Regions from separate parts of the Mus musculus genome. Here region 2 is linked to region 1. The links are chromatin contacts, called in public Hi-C maps. All regions are on one chromosome and are shown on one strand. Each heading gives the region's core, a stretch centred on a gene start, on an enhancer-like site or on the middle of the called end of the contact. The rest is flanking DNA. Distances are from core to core; before and after follow the strand shown. Region 1 has its middle 34 kb from the start of Gm31869. Region 2 has its middle 17 kb from the start of Tnfsf4.

The links. A called contact is a pair of places that touch in the nucleus more often than the background predicts.
Region 2: a Hi-C map of Th1 cells shows a contact between it and region 1, with 4 times the contacts expected there. The contact joins two enhancer-like sites. A contact is called at or near these places in 13 of 39 promoter capture datasets (the SN4741 cell line, cranial neural crest, embryonic stem cells and 6 more), 2 of 15 datasets of contacts at CTCF or cohesin (CD8 T cells and large pre-B cells), 4 of 484 Hi-C or Micro-C datasets (Th1 cells, bone marrow-derived macrophages and embryonic stem cells), 7 of 115 datasets of contacts at active chromatin or transcription factors (the 230-238 cell line, CD8 T cells, bone marrow-derived macrophages and 3 more) and 1 of 9 other capture datasets (embryonic stem cells).

What each region holds. Positions count from the first base shown.
Region 1 is chr1:161,730,140-161,737,733 of GRCm38.p6, reverse strand. No RefSeq gene overlaps it. Among named protein-coding and RNA genes, the nearest start is that of Gm31869, 34 kb to the left of the region's middle. Within about 2 kb of position 2,088, at least 158 of the 459 cell types and tissues checked have an H3K27ac peak or open chromatin away from gene starts, as enhancers often do. A contact at or near this core is called in CD8 T cells and Th1 cells, where this site is marked.
Region 2 is chr1:161,374,727-161,382,467 of GRCm38.p6, reverse strand. No RefSeq gene overlaps it. Among named protein-coding and RNA genes, the nearest start is that of Tnfsf4, 17 kb to the left of the region's middle. Within about 2 kb of position 6,032, at least 17 of the 459 cell types and tissues checked have an H3K27ac peak or open chromatin away from gene starts, as enhancers often do. A contact at or near this core is called in CD8 T cells and Th1 cells, where this site is marked.

The DNA.
Region 1 (7,594 bases), core at 839-3,338:
GCATGTAATCACACAGGCTCCGCTCTGCACAATGGATACATAGCTCTCTTAACAGCAATGCTGTAGTTACTTTATCCAAAGTGGTGATTTTATCATTGTTATCAGTAAAGGAAGAAGTAAACCACCAATGAGTTTGCTGTGTTTTCCCACATGGAGCCTTTATAACAAATATATCAAAAGGTAATTTCAGAGGTGAGACAGACTGTAGTGGCCATGTATCCAAACAAGATTATTTTATTTGATGATGTTCAAGTCCCTCCAAATAGTTTCTAATAACTGGAAGCCTCAGTAAATGTAATTATGTGCACCACACTTTCTCCACTCACGTTTGTCTTTGCATACAATAAAATTCCCTCCGTGTATATGCTGTTCTGAATATTGGCAAATGCGTAGTTATAGAATTACACCACAATCAAGTTACAGAATTGCCCTAATACCACCCCAAATCCTTGTTTTGTTCATTTATGGTCGACTTCTTCCATCCTACTCAACACTGCTGTGCTGCTCTGTAAGTCTGCTACTAAAAAAACTTTTAGTTAGTTTTGTTAGTTGAGTAAATGAACAATTGAATAAAAATAATAATAAATGAAAAATTAAAATACAGGAAAGAAGTAAAACTAGGCAAGAGTGGGTAGGTTTAGAATGACCTCTAGGCGTACTTCTAATTTCTGTCAGTAGATGGCAGTAGAAGCCAATGCCCATCTAGAAACCCTCCAAAAATAAAAGCCGCATTTTGGGATAACCTATTATAGGCAAGACACTTTATTAAGGGTCTATCGAGGTGGGAGAAGGAGGGTGATTAAAATCTAAAGATAAATAGAGGAAACCTTTGAGTAGGGATGTACTGTGTGTTTCAAATGTGCTAAAGGACCAGTTTTTACATATCTAAACTCTGTAGCAAGCAATGGGGCTTGAGAGAGGCAGAAGATGGAAGAGCAGGTAAGGGCCATCCTACAAGGTAGGATGATGATAAAGCATCAGTTAACTGAGTCTTTCTACAATACTTACATGGATCAAAACACTACATTTCATCCCACAAATGATATGCACAATTATACACTTAGCTAATTATAATACTCACTCACTTGGGAGATTATATTAAAATATGTCCTAATGTAAGTACAAAGTAATCGGTTATGTCTTTAAAATTTTTTTAAAATTAAATTTGCTTATCTATCTTTTTATATGTGTGTGTGTTGTCCCCTGGTGTGCATTTGAAACTTGGAGAAGTCAGTTCTATCTTCCTACCATGAGGGTTTGAGGAATCAGATAGGTTATCTGGCTTGGCGCCAAGTGCCTTTACCCACAGAGCCAAGAGCCACCTCACTGGCCCCCATGTTTCTTTGACACTGTACTCTTGCTCTTTTCTTCCTAGATAGAGTCTTGAGATGAAGCGTAAGCTTGCTCACAATCCTTTGGGCTCAGCCTCCTGAGGGTTGGGATTATAGTTGTCTACCACCAACCTGCCCTGGATTCACTTCTCAAAACCAACTCTAGACAGAATTACAGGGACAGAATGTGACTTCTGCTGCTCCGACCTCAGTGAGTTTGCTGTAGTTCTTCTAGAGGTCCAGACCTTTTCTTTTCTGATTTCCTCTGCGGTCTCTCTAGAGGTGCATGGGGAAGAGTTGGGCTCTCCTCTATCACCCGTCCTCCATCTGTAGTAACTACCTGGGCTAAGCAGACACAGGAGAGAGAAAAGAGGTGAGGGTTATCCTATAATCTTGCCACCAGGCTTCCTCTGGGGGTTCAGGGTGCTTATAGAGTGGTCTGGGATCTTCCATTTTGTCTTCCCCGTGTGCCAGCCTGAGGATGGCAGAAATTCAGGCTGCGGAAACTCTAGTTCTCAACCTGTGGGTCACGACCCCTTGGGGGGGGGTCACGGATACCCTACATATCAGGCATTTACATTACAATTCACAACAGTAGCAAAATTACATTTATGAAATAGCGACGAAATACACTCATGGCTGGGAGGTGGTCACCATAGTGTGAAGAACTGTGTAAAAGGGTCTCAGCATTAGGAAGATTGAGAACCACTGCTTGGTTGTAAGCCATCACCAGGTGGCAGCAGAAAACCGTGAAATCACAAGATTCGGATTTTGCCCCCTGAGTCGTGGACCGGAAGGGTTGAGGGAAGAGGGGTGGATAGTCAAGAGGAATCCGTTATCCTTCTTGTTAATGTCAATGATTCCTGCTACCTCACCAATGAAAGTGTCAGCCTGGGTTTGTTCTCCACACAACCATAGAATAAAATTATTAAAGCATCCTATTGGAATCCTGAAAGAACCCGATCCAGAGCAAAGTCCCACTCTTAATCTCGGCATACCAGCTAGCACAAACTAACTGAGTAACAGACATTTAGACCTGGGATGGATATTTGGGGAAGAAAATGACAAGAAAGAGGGAAGAGTCAATAAAACCAAAGCTGTGCTGCTTCCCGAAGGAGCCTTGGGCCATTGTCTCCTGTTTTCAGTAACAGAAGCCGGAGGCCCAGTCTACACTGGCTGCGGAAATCTGTTCTTGGCTCCCAGTCTCTTAGCAAAGCCCGTGAGTCCTCTGGAGGGCGAAGTGTGGAGAAGTCTGGATGAGGTTTTTTTTCGGCCCACTGACTCTTTTCCTTCCTGAGCAGCTGAAGAATTCTGATGTGGTTTTGTGGTTTTACAGTAAGCGTCCCGGCTCTTGTGGACACAGTGTGCTTTCAGTTTCTGAAAGTGAGTCAGATCGACTTTCCTCTTAGGAGTAAGAGTGACCCTTGCTCAAAAGGGCACTATGACTAGAAAGACGAAGCAGCTGAGGCCACCGGTGCCGGAGTGCTTGCGTTAGAGCAGTCGCTGGTTTCTGGGTCTTATGGGTAATTTTTTTTTTTTTTTTAAGGTGAACTGTTGAGATCTTTTTGCCCATCGTGAGTGACACTGTTGATGCGGTCTAGAAAAGGACTCAGAGTTTCATTTGATCAGCTAGTCATGACAAGGGCGTTTCCAAGTGGGTTAGTTGTTGTCATTATGCTTTTAAGTCTCTTGCCTATTAGAAAGCTCATGATACTGAGCCATTTGACCAGAACGGGTGACATCTTCGAGGCCCATTGAGTGTGAAGAGCCAGCCAGTAAACAGAAGGTTTCTTGGGGTCTAGCTTTCTTTCATGGTTCCCCTTCCAGTGATTTTTTTTTTTCATGAAAATACGTAGGTGGCACCTCCTCTGGCAGCTGCTATGCTTTCCTCAAGCATGTAAATGACACGTTGTGACGTATGTCGTCACCTTCATAGCCTCGATGAGCACTGTCAGTTCACTGTGGCATTTCTTCTTGTTGAGATTCTTCTCATTCTACGTTTCGGCCAGCGACTCCCACGGGTGACACAGGGATGCTGGGCACTCAAGAGGAAACCTATTTGCATGTCTGTTCTAGAATTTCAATTTAACATCGCTCCTTGGAGTCTGAGTCATGGCAGGACCACCTCGGGCAGACTGTGGTTCTTTCTTTAAGAGTTAAACCCACCTGATGCTGAGAAGGAGCAAGAGATCATACTCTCCATCAATCCAGCCCTGACGAATCTTTGCTGCCTATGCCTTGCAGAGTCTATGTTGGAAGGCAAGAGAGAAAGAGACAAAGAGCAGCCAGGTTGGGGGGTGGGGGAGAGGAGACAGTAATTAACCACTCAGCTATTCAAGACTTCTGCATTTTGTAAGGGTATAAAACTTGCTCCTACCTCACAAAGGAGAATTTCCCACTACTTTCAGGTACTTGGCCTGTCACTGGCAGTCCTTAGGAACTACACAGTAGCATATGCTGGAGCACACTAGGTTTAGCAGAGGGACATACGAAACCGCTGTGCCGTGCGAGATCCGGCAGGTGGTAGCTCCGTAAACCTCTTTCTATAAGGTGTCAAACTCACATTGTATAAGCACCCGGTGCGTGTTGTTTTAGGTGGGAGTCTTGGTGGGAGTCTTGATTACCAGGTGTGGCATGAAGTCTAGATTACAGGTATGGACTTGCTGGGGAGAGTCTAGAGTCACTGTGAGAAGTGACCAAATGGCTAGAAAATTCTAGAAAAATCTACTCACTGAAACTATGTCAAGCTGACGAGGAGCTGTTGGTAATGGGATGAAGCTCAAAAACCTTTCCTCAGAACAGTGCCTCATAGAGAGCAAAGTGCAGGGTTACAAAGGAGCCAGTTATATTGAAATACGGTTTTCAAAATATTCATGATTACACACACACACACACACACACACCCCATTAGCAATAACTGGTGGGTTGAATGTTGTGACTTCCGTGATGATGAGCATAAGTGGATCTTGATGAATATTATTTGCATTGCATTACTTGCAAGGATTACAAAAATATGGATGAGGGCTGGAGAGATAGCTCAGAGGTTAAGAAAACCTGAATTTGAGTCCTAGAAGACCACGTATAAATAAAGTCTTGGTTGTCGTAGCTCATGCTTGTAACTCCAGCTCTGGGGAGGTAGAGATAGGCAGACATCCGTGACTTGCTAGCTAGCCAGCTTAGCTTACATGGCAAGCTCCAAGCCAGGTTGAGTCTCAAAAATATGACCATACCCTGAGATCTGAGGTTGTCTTCTGGCTTTCAATGCATGTATGTGTGCACATGCATGCACACAAGAATGAATACGCTGTTTCTAACTCAGAAAAGTAAGCCCCAAGCTTACTGTATCACAACTCTGTTTATTCATACACATGTTTTTTTTCAGTGTTCAGGTACAGAAAACCAATGCTAAAGAGACCTGTGGAGTTCAAACTACTGAACATTTGACCATGTTATCTGTCTAGGCACATCAAGAGCCATAGCCCTCTTAAGCAGAAAAGGAAAGTCCCAAAAGCTGAAACGACTTGGTTGAAGTCACATATTTCAGGTGGACAAAAAACTAGGGCTCTGGACTTCTGAAGTTTTCTTCAAGTGTCTGTTTCAAGATCAGGTGTGAGTCTGTTTACACAGAAAAGTAACATTTAGATCTGCCTTCTATAGTCTCCCTTTTCAATTAAAATTATCAGTATTTCTAAAGCCAGCAGTCTGTCTACTGTTAATTAGATTTATTTTTCTGTGATTGAGCATGAGAGGTCAGTCTTGCCTGGGCCAGCTGCTTCTGAGACTGGTCCCTTAGCCATTCCGCAAAAGTGGGCACAGATTTCTGTTTGCCTCAGGCGACAGTGTAAGTCACCTTAGCCAGACTGCCTTGCTTCAAGCCATCCCCATGGAGTTTTGCTAAGTATTTATTGAGTAGGTGAGACTTTCAGGGTTTAAACTTTTGTTTATTCTCAGGATAGGTATGTATAACTTTGGCCAATTAGGGCTTTAAGTTGGTCAGCCTGACCTATCTCTTGAGAAGGATAATTGATAATTCTCAAATATAATGGTCTGAGTTTTAAAAAGTTAATTATTCTTTCACAATTTCAGATAAATATATGCACACACACACACACACACACACACACACACACACACTACTTTAATCCTGTTTTCTCCTTTCCATTATCTTCTTTGTCCCCCTTCCCTTTCCCATGTAACCTTCCTTTAACCAGTAAGTCCCTTCTATCTTCATTTTCTACCTCTTTTTCTTGTTTTTTTTGTTTGTTTGTTTGCTTGTTGTGTGTGTGTGTGTGTGTGTGTGTGTGTGTTTTCCACTACATAGGGATGCCTGCATGAGCATAGGTGGGCAGTTATTTATCCAACTAAGGGCAACTTAGCAGGGCTACACCATTGAGGAATAGGAGTCTTTCTTTCCCAGTAACCCTGGGAGGGGCGGGGCGTGATGAGCCCCTCCCCCGTCCCATGATGCGAGGCTGATTGATAGTGCTGGTCTCCGGTAGAGGTATAAGTTGATCCACTGCACCTCCTGCACCTTGTCAGAGTTTGGTTTTGGTTCTTTCCAGTGACCTCAAGCACACATGCATCGAATGGCTTGTCTTTGGACAGTAACTGAACATAAAGAAAAATTGACTTTTGTGTCCCACTTTTCACCTTCCCTCCCCATCACATTCTCCCCTTCTGATATTTATTTAATTTTCCTAAGAACACTGAGCCCAGACCTAGCCAAGGAACAGACATGTTCCTTGAATCTGATGTGAATACGGCATGGGTGTTGCATGAAGGACATACCTTACAGTGTTTGCGTGAAGGACATAGTTTCACAGCGCTAAGGAGCTCCACAGCATTCAGCGGGAGCAGCACAGAGAGGGAGGGCACTGTAGTGGTTAAGGGAGGCTTACTAAGTGGCTAAAATCAGACCACCCCCATGGAGAATGTTTTTTAAGAGTTTGACAGGTGGCTTGCTCACTTATACCTGTAAATCAAAGTTTCCATGTCCACCCCCCCTGCCCCAGCCAAGAAATGACAGATGTCATGCAGATGAACCTGTTGATGGTTAGCTTAACCAGACTGCGGCAGGTGAGAGGGTGGGGGATGTAAGCACAGAGAACCAGACACACAGAGAGAAACCGGCTCCGTCTCTGGAACATGGCCACCCTGAAAATGATCACGCTGTTTCCTCTTTGGCGAACTGAGGTGCTGGTGGGAGTTATTGAGACCCAGTCTCCATCAAACAACCAAAACGTTTCTCTTTCTCAGCGGGGGCAACAAGTCAGATCTGAAATTGATAGTTAAACCACAGCTTCGGTCACTTAGCTCCCCAAGACTCTAATCGCCCTTGTTAGCTCCCTTTACTCCCACACAGAAGCTGCCCTTTGGGGGCTGTGTGATGCCAGTAAATTCATCTCTCACAGGATCAGGCAGAATGGGCTCAGAGCCCCGTGAGATTTTCAGAATGCTTAATAGAGTATTAAAAGGGTATGTGGGGGTGGTTGATGCTATGTGCTATGCTATGCCCTCACGACCTATACCACCGCAGCTTTACCCAAATGGTAGTTTCTTCTCAAATTCACTTGCTGTAAATGCCTATTCATTAGCATACAACTGAATAGTTGATTAAGTTTTGGAGAAATCACACTTTGGGGGGGGGGAGTCAAATGACATAATAAAACTTCTAGTGAATCAATGCTGATTAAATCCAGTCTCCTGTATGTGTGTTCACATATGTGATTATGGAGGCTCTGATGGATAATCTGAAAAATGTGAGAATTGATTTGCATTATAGTCTCGGATGCTAAAGATATTAAAGAAATAGAAATTAAAGTGGAAAGAAGATTACTATAGGTTAACCATAAAGGGTGTTATTGTAAGTTGTCATCTTACTATAGAAATCTTCCCACAGATTTTATTTAGTTAGCTAAAATGGAATTTTTAATTTTATTACATGTATGTGCATATGTATGTACGTATGTGTTTATGTGCATGTGTGTGCATGTTTATGTGTGTGTATATGTTTATATGTGTGCGTATGTATGTTTGTATGTGTTTATGTGTATGCCTATAAGGTATGGAGTGTGGAGGACAATTTAATGCAATTATTTCTCCCCTTCACTGTGTGGGTCCCAGGCATCAAAGTCAGGTGGTCAGATGTGGCAGCAAATGCCTTTACCCACTGAACCATCTTGCTAGTCCAAAATTTGAAAATTAATTCCAAAACCTGGAAGTTATAAAAGCCTTGTTACATGTCCCTAAAGAAAACTTACTCA
Region 2 (7,741 bases), core at 4,783-7,282, 360 kb after region 1:
ATTAGAAAAAAAAATCATCCTGTGGAAGGTAACCCAAACCCAGAAAGATAAATATGGTGTGTATTCACTTGTATGTCAATATTACCCATTAAATAAATGATAACCAAGCTGCAATCCAAAGACCCAGGGAGGACAGGCATAGAGGAAGGGACTAGGGGAGACACATAGGTCTCCCTGGAAGGAGAAAATAGAACAGATTTTATGGGTAGACTAGGGGCATAGGAGGACAGGGACAGGAGGATGAGGTAGAGAGGGGGAAGAGATGAGGTGAATGACAAATGTAGGGTGAGACACCTAGAATGGAGGGGTGGTAGGAAAACCTAGTGTAGTGGAAACTTCCTAAAATATATGAAGGCTATCCTAATGAAGTCTCCAAATAATGAGGGAGACAGAATCCCAACTGCCCTCTCTTGTCACCAAATGAAGTTTCCAGTAACAGGAATAGATTACATCCAATTGAGTTGTTGGCCAAAGTGGTCCCCTGGGGATCCCCGAACAACCCAGGTATTTCCAAGACAATAGATTTCTCTCCACAAACAGACAATAAGGCTCCATTGCTGAAGACAACACCTATACAACTCACTGAACATGGAGAAGTCACGCTGGTGCCTACATAGAACCTTCACTCCCGTGTTCTAGTGCCTTTGGTTTAGGAAGGCACTCTTCAAGCTACCAAAAGAGAAATGTTCCCACCAACACAGCCACAAAAACTCTTATATACAGTCTGCCCTGCCTGAAAATATGCCAGGGCAATGGTGGCACAAAGCCCATGCAAGTAACCAACCAATGTCTGATTTGACTTCAGGCCCCTCTGTGAGATGGATCCCATACCTGACATGGCTTGGAAGACTAAGAACCAGAAACTAGTTAGCCCAGAAATCCAGGATAAAACTAAATAATACTGGTCAAAAAGGGGACCAATACAATGACTCCAAATGATATTCTGCTATGCTTATAGATCAATGACTTATTCAGCCATGACCAGAGAATCTTCCTCCTGTAGCAGACAGCAACAAATATAGAGACTCACAGCCAGACATTAAGCAGAGACAGAAACCTTGGAACACACTGCTTTAAATGGGATGTCTCCATCAAATCCTATCCCCCAGTTCTCAAGGAACTGTGAAGAAGAGGAGGCAGAAAAGAGTGTAAGAGTCAGAATAGACAGAGGATCACACACACACACACACACACACACACACACACACAAAACAAAAGCAAGCAAACAAACAAAAAACCCACAGGCCCTCTCAATCAACTGAACAAAGCTCACAGAGATTCAAGCATGGGCCTTCGTGGGTCTGTACCAGGTCCTATGTGTATGTACTATAGCTTTCTGCTTAATATTTTTATGGGACTCCTGAGAGTGAGAACAAGAGGGTCTCTGATTCTTGTGCCTTCTCTTGGGTTCTTGCTGTTGGTTTGCCTTGTCTAACTTCAATGTGATGGTTTTTGTCTTATTATATTTTATTTTGTTATGTTTTGTTGTTATAACTTAGAAACTTATTCTTTTCTAATGAGAGACAGAAGGGGATTGGATCTGGTTGGGAAAGGCGGTGGGAAGGAACTGGGAGGAGTAGAGGGAGGGGAAACTGTAAACCAGATATACTGTAGGAAAAAAGAATTTATTTTCAATTTAAAAAAGGGGGGGGATGCCTGGAGAAAAGAAAATGACCGTACACAGTAAAGGTAAAAGATGAATGTGACATCAGGAGGTGAAGTCCACATCCAGGCTAGGGAAAGCCTGTTTATCACATAGCTAGTGGAAAGTCACTGGGAACTTTCAACTAGGGGCTGACTTCAAAGGAGAAATTGGCATCAGATTTCAGCTTTGCAAAGCCAGCTGTCTGGCTTGTGTGAGACAGAGAATCCTAGCAAGACAGGGGATCAAACGAAGATGAGTGCGGAATCCATCATAATTCAGACAAGATGTGAAAGGCCTTGAGTTCTGGGATATGACAAAAGAGGACACAGACGACGAGACTCAACAGACCACAGGCGGAACCTGAACAAGATCAACTGGGCTCCATGAGAAAGGTGAAGGAAGCAGAGAGATTTCTAATTCATCGGGGCTGAGTAACTGTGAGCGGCTACCACAAGCCACGATTAGGCTGCACAGAGGAGATGTAATTTGCAAGCCCAGAGCTCAGTTGTACGCACCTCCTCATTTAAGCACACCACACTTTCCAAGAACTGCTCTCTTTTCCTAATTACGTAGGCGAGAAAAACAAAAGCCAAGAGTGTGTGTAATTTGGCTGGGGTTACTGGCACACTCCACTTAAGCGACATTCAGTGATTTGGATCACTGAATTCTAATCCCAGACACTGTATTGGCTGTATGGCCTTTCCCCCTATTTTGTCTGAGCCCTAATTTCTCCCTTTTTGAAATTGAATATGTCGTTGTTGCTGCTGCTGTTGTTCAGGATTTGTATGAAAGTTAAGTGGAACTACTACCTAGGCAGCATGCAAAAGAGAGGAAGGATATAATAAATGCTCAAGAGAAGTTTGTGAATATTCAGCAGCTGTGGTTACTTGCACAAGATGAAGTCTGTCAACTTTCCATTGTGAATAGGGGAGGGGCTCCCGAGCCACCCACCGCAGGCTCCCTGGGGTGCTGTTGGCACTTAATGATTGCTGGGGAAGGGGAGATGTTTGCTTCGGTAGCAGAACTATTGTTATGCAGTCTCCACTCTTTTAAATAAGCCCAGGCCAAGTTTACTCAAACAATTCTAATTAAACTCAATGGTCACAATGACAAGAAAAACAAAAGACATGAAAATAGGAGAGCAATCTAGGGAGAAGAAGGGACATGGCAGGAGAAGGAAGGATATGAGAAAGGAAAATGGAAGGAAGGTGAAAATAACATACACACATACATAAATACATACATACATACATACATACATGCATGCATACAAACACACACACACATACATACAAAACTGTCAACAAGTTTGAAGGTATTAGCATCCCAGCAGTTCATGCCCAAAGTTAAGATTATAACAACATTATTATTCTATAATCACTCTAAACAAAACCTAGATGTGTTTTCTCCATCCAGTCGGCCTTAGCCTTTGGTCCTCTTCTCCTTTCTCATTGTTATGACTGAAGATCAATATGAGAGTCTGAGTACCTGTGATGAGCGTTCTCTCCGGGTAGGTACTGATTGAAACCTGAAATAAAGTCTGACTAAGCAAAGGAGCCATAAAAAGCAAACGACAAGATAGGAAAACTCCACCACATAGGTCTGCAATGACAAACAAGGAAAAGTCCCAACTGTAATCAGAAGTTAGTTGCATCAGTGAAAAAAGCCACATGCACTACAGCCATCACTCATCATGGCCTGTCATAAGAATCTTGAAACTGGAAATCCAAAAAGAAAAAGGAAAACTTTCCCTGAGCCCACACAAGTACAGCAACCTCCTTCATCATACCACAGTGCATTCTAACATTCAGAAGCCACATACACTAGTTCTTCTTCTCCATTGCTCTTTGGCAAGAGCAGTTAAGGACAGTGAGCCCTCAACACAGTTAATCATCAAAGCCAATGACTTTTAAAGTTCAGATTAGAGTATAATGATTAAAAAGGACATGGAAAGCAAAAGCCTGACCTGGCAGAGTTCAAAGCTAGCCTTATTTACATAGTGAGTTGAGGGCCAGCCTGAGCTGCATGAGACACTGTCATCAAAATGAAAGAACAGCAAACAGCTGACGTAGGAAAGTATCAGAAATAGTGGGGTAAAGGCAAGACTATGTAGATACACGCATGTGCTGAGCTGTCATGCTGTGTTTTGGAAATTTAAGACCTTTCCCACAGCAGATATCATGCTAGTCTCGGCAAGGTTCCATCAGATGATGTCTCTGGTCCCCTCAGTCTATGAGGGACACTAACACAATAGGACTGCCTTTGAATCTTGGCTGGCTGTAGCTTTTCAGCCATAATGGAAGAATCGTTGGAGGAACTGGGTAAAAAAAACTTAACCTTCTAAAAATGTCTCATGAGTGAATGTGGTAAAGAGTATGATGACTCCCCACACCCGCCCTCTGTTTTGTGTACAACGGAAAAGCTATGTGAAAAAGCTATGTGCAGACACTTGCAAACCAAGAGTTTCCCAGGAGCACTTTGGTCTTGTTCCTCTTTCCTCGAGATCCAGAAGAAAATTACTTTCTGAGAGAGAGAGAGAGAGAGAGAGAGAGAGAGAGAGAGAGAGAGAACAAGTTCACTTTCTCCCTAACCTCTCAGAGTTGCAAGAGGTGACAGTAACATGACACCTATGAGTACCTGATATATGGCTTTTAATAAGCAGACTTGTCATACATCCAGAGTTTCAGTCTCACTGGAGCAGGGTTTCCTTTTTAATGGGAATAAACCTTTAAAAAGAAAAAAGAAAAGAAAAACAAAAATAAACACACACACACACAAAAAAAAAAACAACAATGGAAAGGTACTCATCAGTTAAGAGTGTTGTCTGTGTCACCAGAGGATCTTAGTCCTTGCACCCACACGGCTGCTCTCACAATTGTCCATAACTACAGCTTCCAGAATGTGATTCACTCTTCTGGCCTCTTCGGGCACTGCATCCATGTCATACACACGTGTGCTGGCTAGTCTACTATCAAGTTGACACATGTAGAGTTACTGGAGAGGAGGAAATTTCAATTGAGAAAATTCCTCCATAAGATCAGGCTGTAGGCAAACCTGTAGTATATTTTCTTAATTGGTGATTAATGTGCAAGGGCCCAGACCATTAAGGGTGGTGCTATTCCTGTTCTGATGGTCCTGGGTCCTATAAGAAAGCAGGCTGAACAAGCCACGAAGAGCAAGCCAGTAAGCAACATCCCTCCATGGTCTCTGCATCAGCTCCTGCCTGTAGCTTCCAACCCTGCTTGAGTTCTTACCTTGGATTTCATCAGTTGACTGTGATTTAAGATATGTAAGTCAAATAAACTCTCTATATTGGTCATGATGTTTTAACACATCAGTAGAAACACTAAGGCAACACACATGCAGGCAAACACCCATACACTCAAAATAATAAAATAAAAATTTTTAAAAAATCTCAGTGAGAACTTGGTTACAATTCATCCCGTTTCTATTGCTTACTATCAATCTAGAAAAATACATTGAGCATTTGTGTGGAAGAAAAATCTAAAGAAAATGATAAAAGTTATTTTATGAGAGGGGAGTATGTAAAGGTGAATTCAGAAATTCATTTGGAAAGACGGTAATGGAGAGGGTTGGCTAAGAGAAACCAACCGTAGCATAATTCAAGTGTGAGGCTCAGGATCATGTCTCATTGTGGTTTCCTCTTTTATATATATACTTTTTCTTCTCTTTGCAAAAATCTCCTAAAGATGTAAACAACCAGGGAAACCCCATGTATTGGCAGGAAACAGAAAAGGAGAGGGGAACTCTACTGTAAGTGCATCTTGCCTCAGCAAGGGTCCAGGGAAAAGATGCGCCGCCTCCTGGGGGATGGGGAGGAAATTGTGGGAGCCAGCACAAAAAAGCAGACCAGCTGATCCCATAACGCCTCAGCAGAGGAAGAGGACATGAAAGAGGGGCTTGCCTGAGGGGGATGCCCATCAACTTAGCAGAGACTGCAAGGATATGACCTAGCCCAAACCCCAGGGTGATTTCCTCTGAACTGAAAATCAGGAAGGACATGATAGAGACGAAAATTAAATTCAGAAGCCTCTAAAGCTAAAGACATCATCATGTTTTAGGACTTTATCTTATTGTTTTCTTTATTGGGTGTGGGCACCATGGGAGGGTGTGGACCTGTGAGTACTGTTGAAGGGCAGAGATGTCCATTCACCTGGAGCTGAAGCTACAGGCAGTCATGAATCAACTAATATGGGTACTGGAAATCAAATGCAGTTCCTCTGGGAGAGCAGAAGGCTGAACTACTGATTCATCTCTACAATCCCCCACTGCATCTTTTTAAAACTCTTGCTACCACCCTGGTCCCAACACTCATCCACTCATGGGTAGATCTTAGTGGTGAGAGCTATTCTTATTGAGTTCCTTGAAACCCCCACTGAATACTTTGCATATAGAAGCTCACTGAGTCATCAGGAGCATCAAAACAATGAGGACACAGGTTCACAAAAGCTAGATGACATCTTTAGAGTCACACGGAGACTTGTGTGGCCAAAAGTCAAACTCTGGTTCTCCCTAGCTACAAAGCTTCTGTTGTCCCACACAGGTGGCAATGGAGAGTCCTGAGACTGAGTGCATGGTGTGCTTACTGTATGGTACAGCAGCAGGTAGAGACAGAGTCTGACCAGAAGACAGCTTCCCCACCCAAACCTTGGCTCTAGCCAGGCCTGTCTCCACCACCAACTAAGCTCCCTGTCCACCAGATTCTTTGGCACCTTTTTGCAATTAAGTGACTCATTCCTCCCACCATCCCCTGCTCCTCTCTTCCTGTCTATATCTTAGCCCTCCTGTCTGCCACTGGGCTTTAATAGAACCACTCTGTTTTCTCTCTGTTCTCACCGTGACGTTTCTTTGCATAGGAACAGTGAGCAACTTTCTGAACAGTGGTTTTGGGTTTTTTTTGTTTTTTGGGTTTTTTTTTTTTCTATCTTTCTTATCCATAGCAACTGGGAAGTGAAGGACCTGTGGTGAAAGGTTAGCTAAATGCCAGTGGTTATATTGATATAGAGGTCTCCTCCCTCCAGCTTCACACTGAAAGAGGAATCTGCAATAAGAAACAGAAGTCGCTGTTTCAGGTGCAAACACATGTCCTTTTCTTACTCTTTTTGACATCTAAATGCCACTTTTTTTTCATAAGTTAGTAGTGGAGTGAGAACTTCATTGAAAATAGAAAAAAAAAATTATAAATCACTCCCTGAATCTCCGTAGAAAGCTTCTACTTGGCAAAGAAAGTAATCCACCAAATTGTGGTTATCAGCTGTGCCCTCCCCTAAGTTAGTCTATGTTGTATGGAACTGGCCTTTAGGCTGTGCCTTGCCCCCAATGACGTCATTTTACAAAGCGGACCTCATACTTTCAGAAGGGTAAGTCCACAGTCAGCTGGTCCAGGTGCATTTAGGACTGCAGCAAAGCAGAAGCATCATGACAGAAGCTATGACAGAGAAGGGCTTGTCCCCTCCTGTCACCAAGCAGCCAGAAAAGAAGGGTCCAGGGACAAATACCTTTTGTTGTTGTTTCCTCCTTTGCCCAGGGCTTAGCTGTCAGTCCCACTCCTGACTTGCCCATCCCTCCCAGCTTAGCTCAGTCAATGGGCAGCTACTGCCTTTCCAGGGAGCTCTGATTGCCCCAGCCCCTCCCTGCTAGCTTCGCCAAGCTGCCAGTATTGCCTTGGGGCTTCTCTCTATCTCTGCCCATCTTTGCTCCATGGAAGAAAAACACCAACAGCTCTATTATCTTAGAACTTGCCAGATAACACAGTTGTTGGGCACAGAATCTTCTGCCCTAACCTTATCAGCTAGTCTATATCAGCCATCCTCTGGTGGCAGAGGCCACAGGCTCTAACTACCCCAAGACTTTACATGGTTGTTGCATGCTTCTCATTCCAAAGCCTGGATGAGAAACCTTTTCTCCTTCCGCGAGTCTTTTCTTCCTCCTGGGACCCAGAAGTCCCACCATTACCCTTCATCCAGCAATTGGCTTCCACCTTCTTTATTGACCAAATCCAAAACCAATTAGGGAATCAGCACCTCCCCCTACACACTGTCATGGACACATCCTTAGCAGGTTAGGTGTACGGCA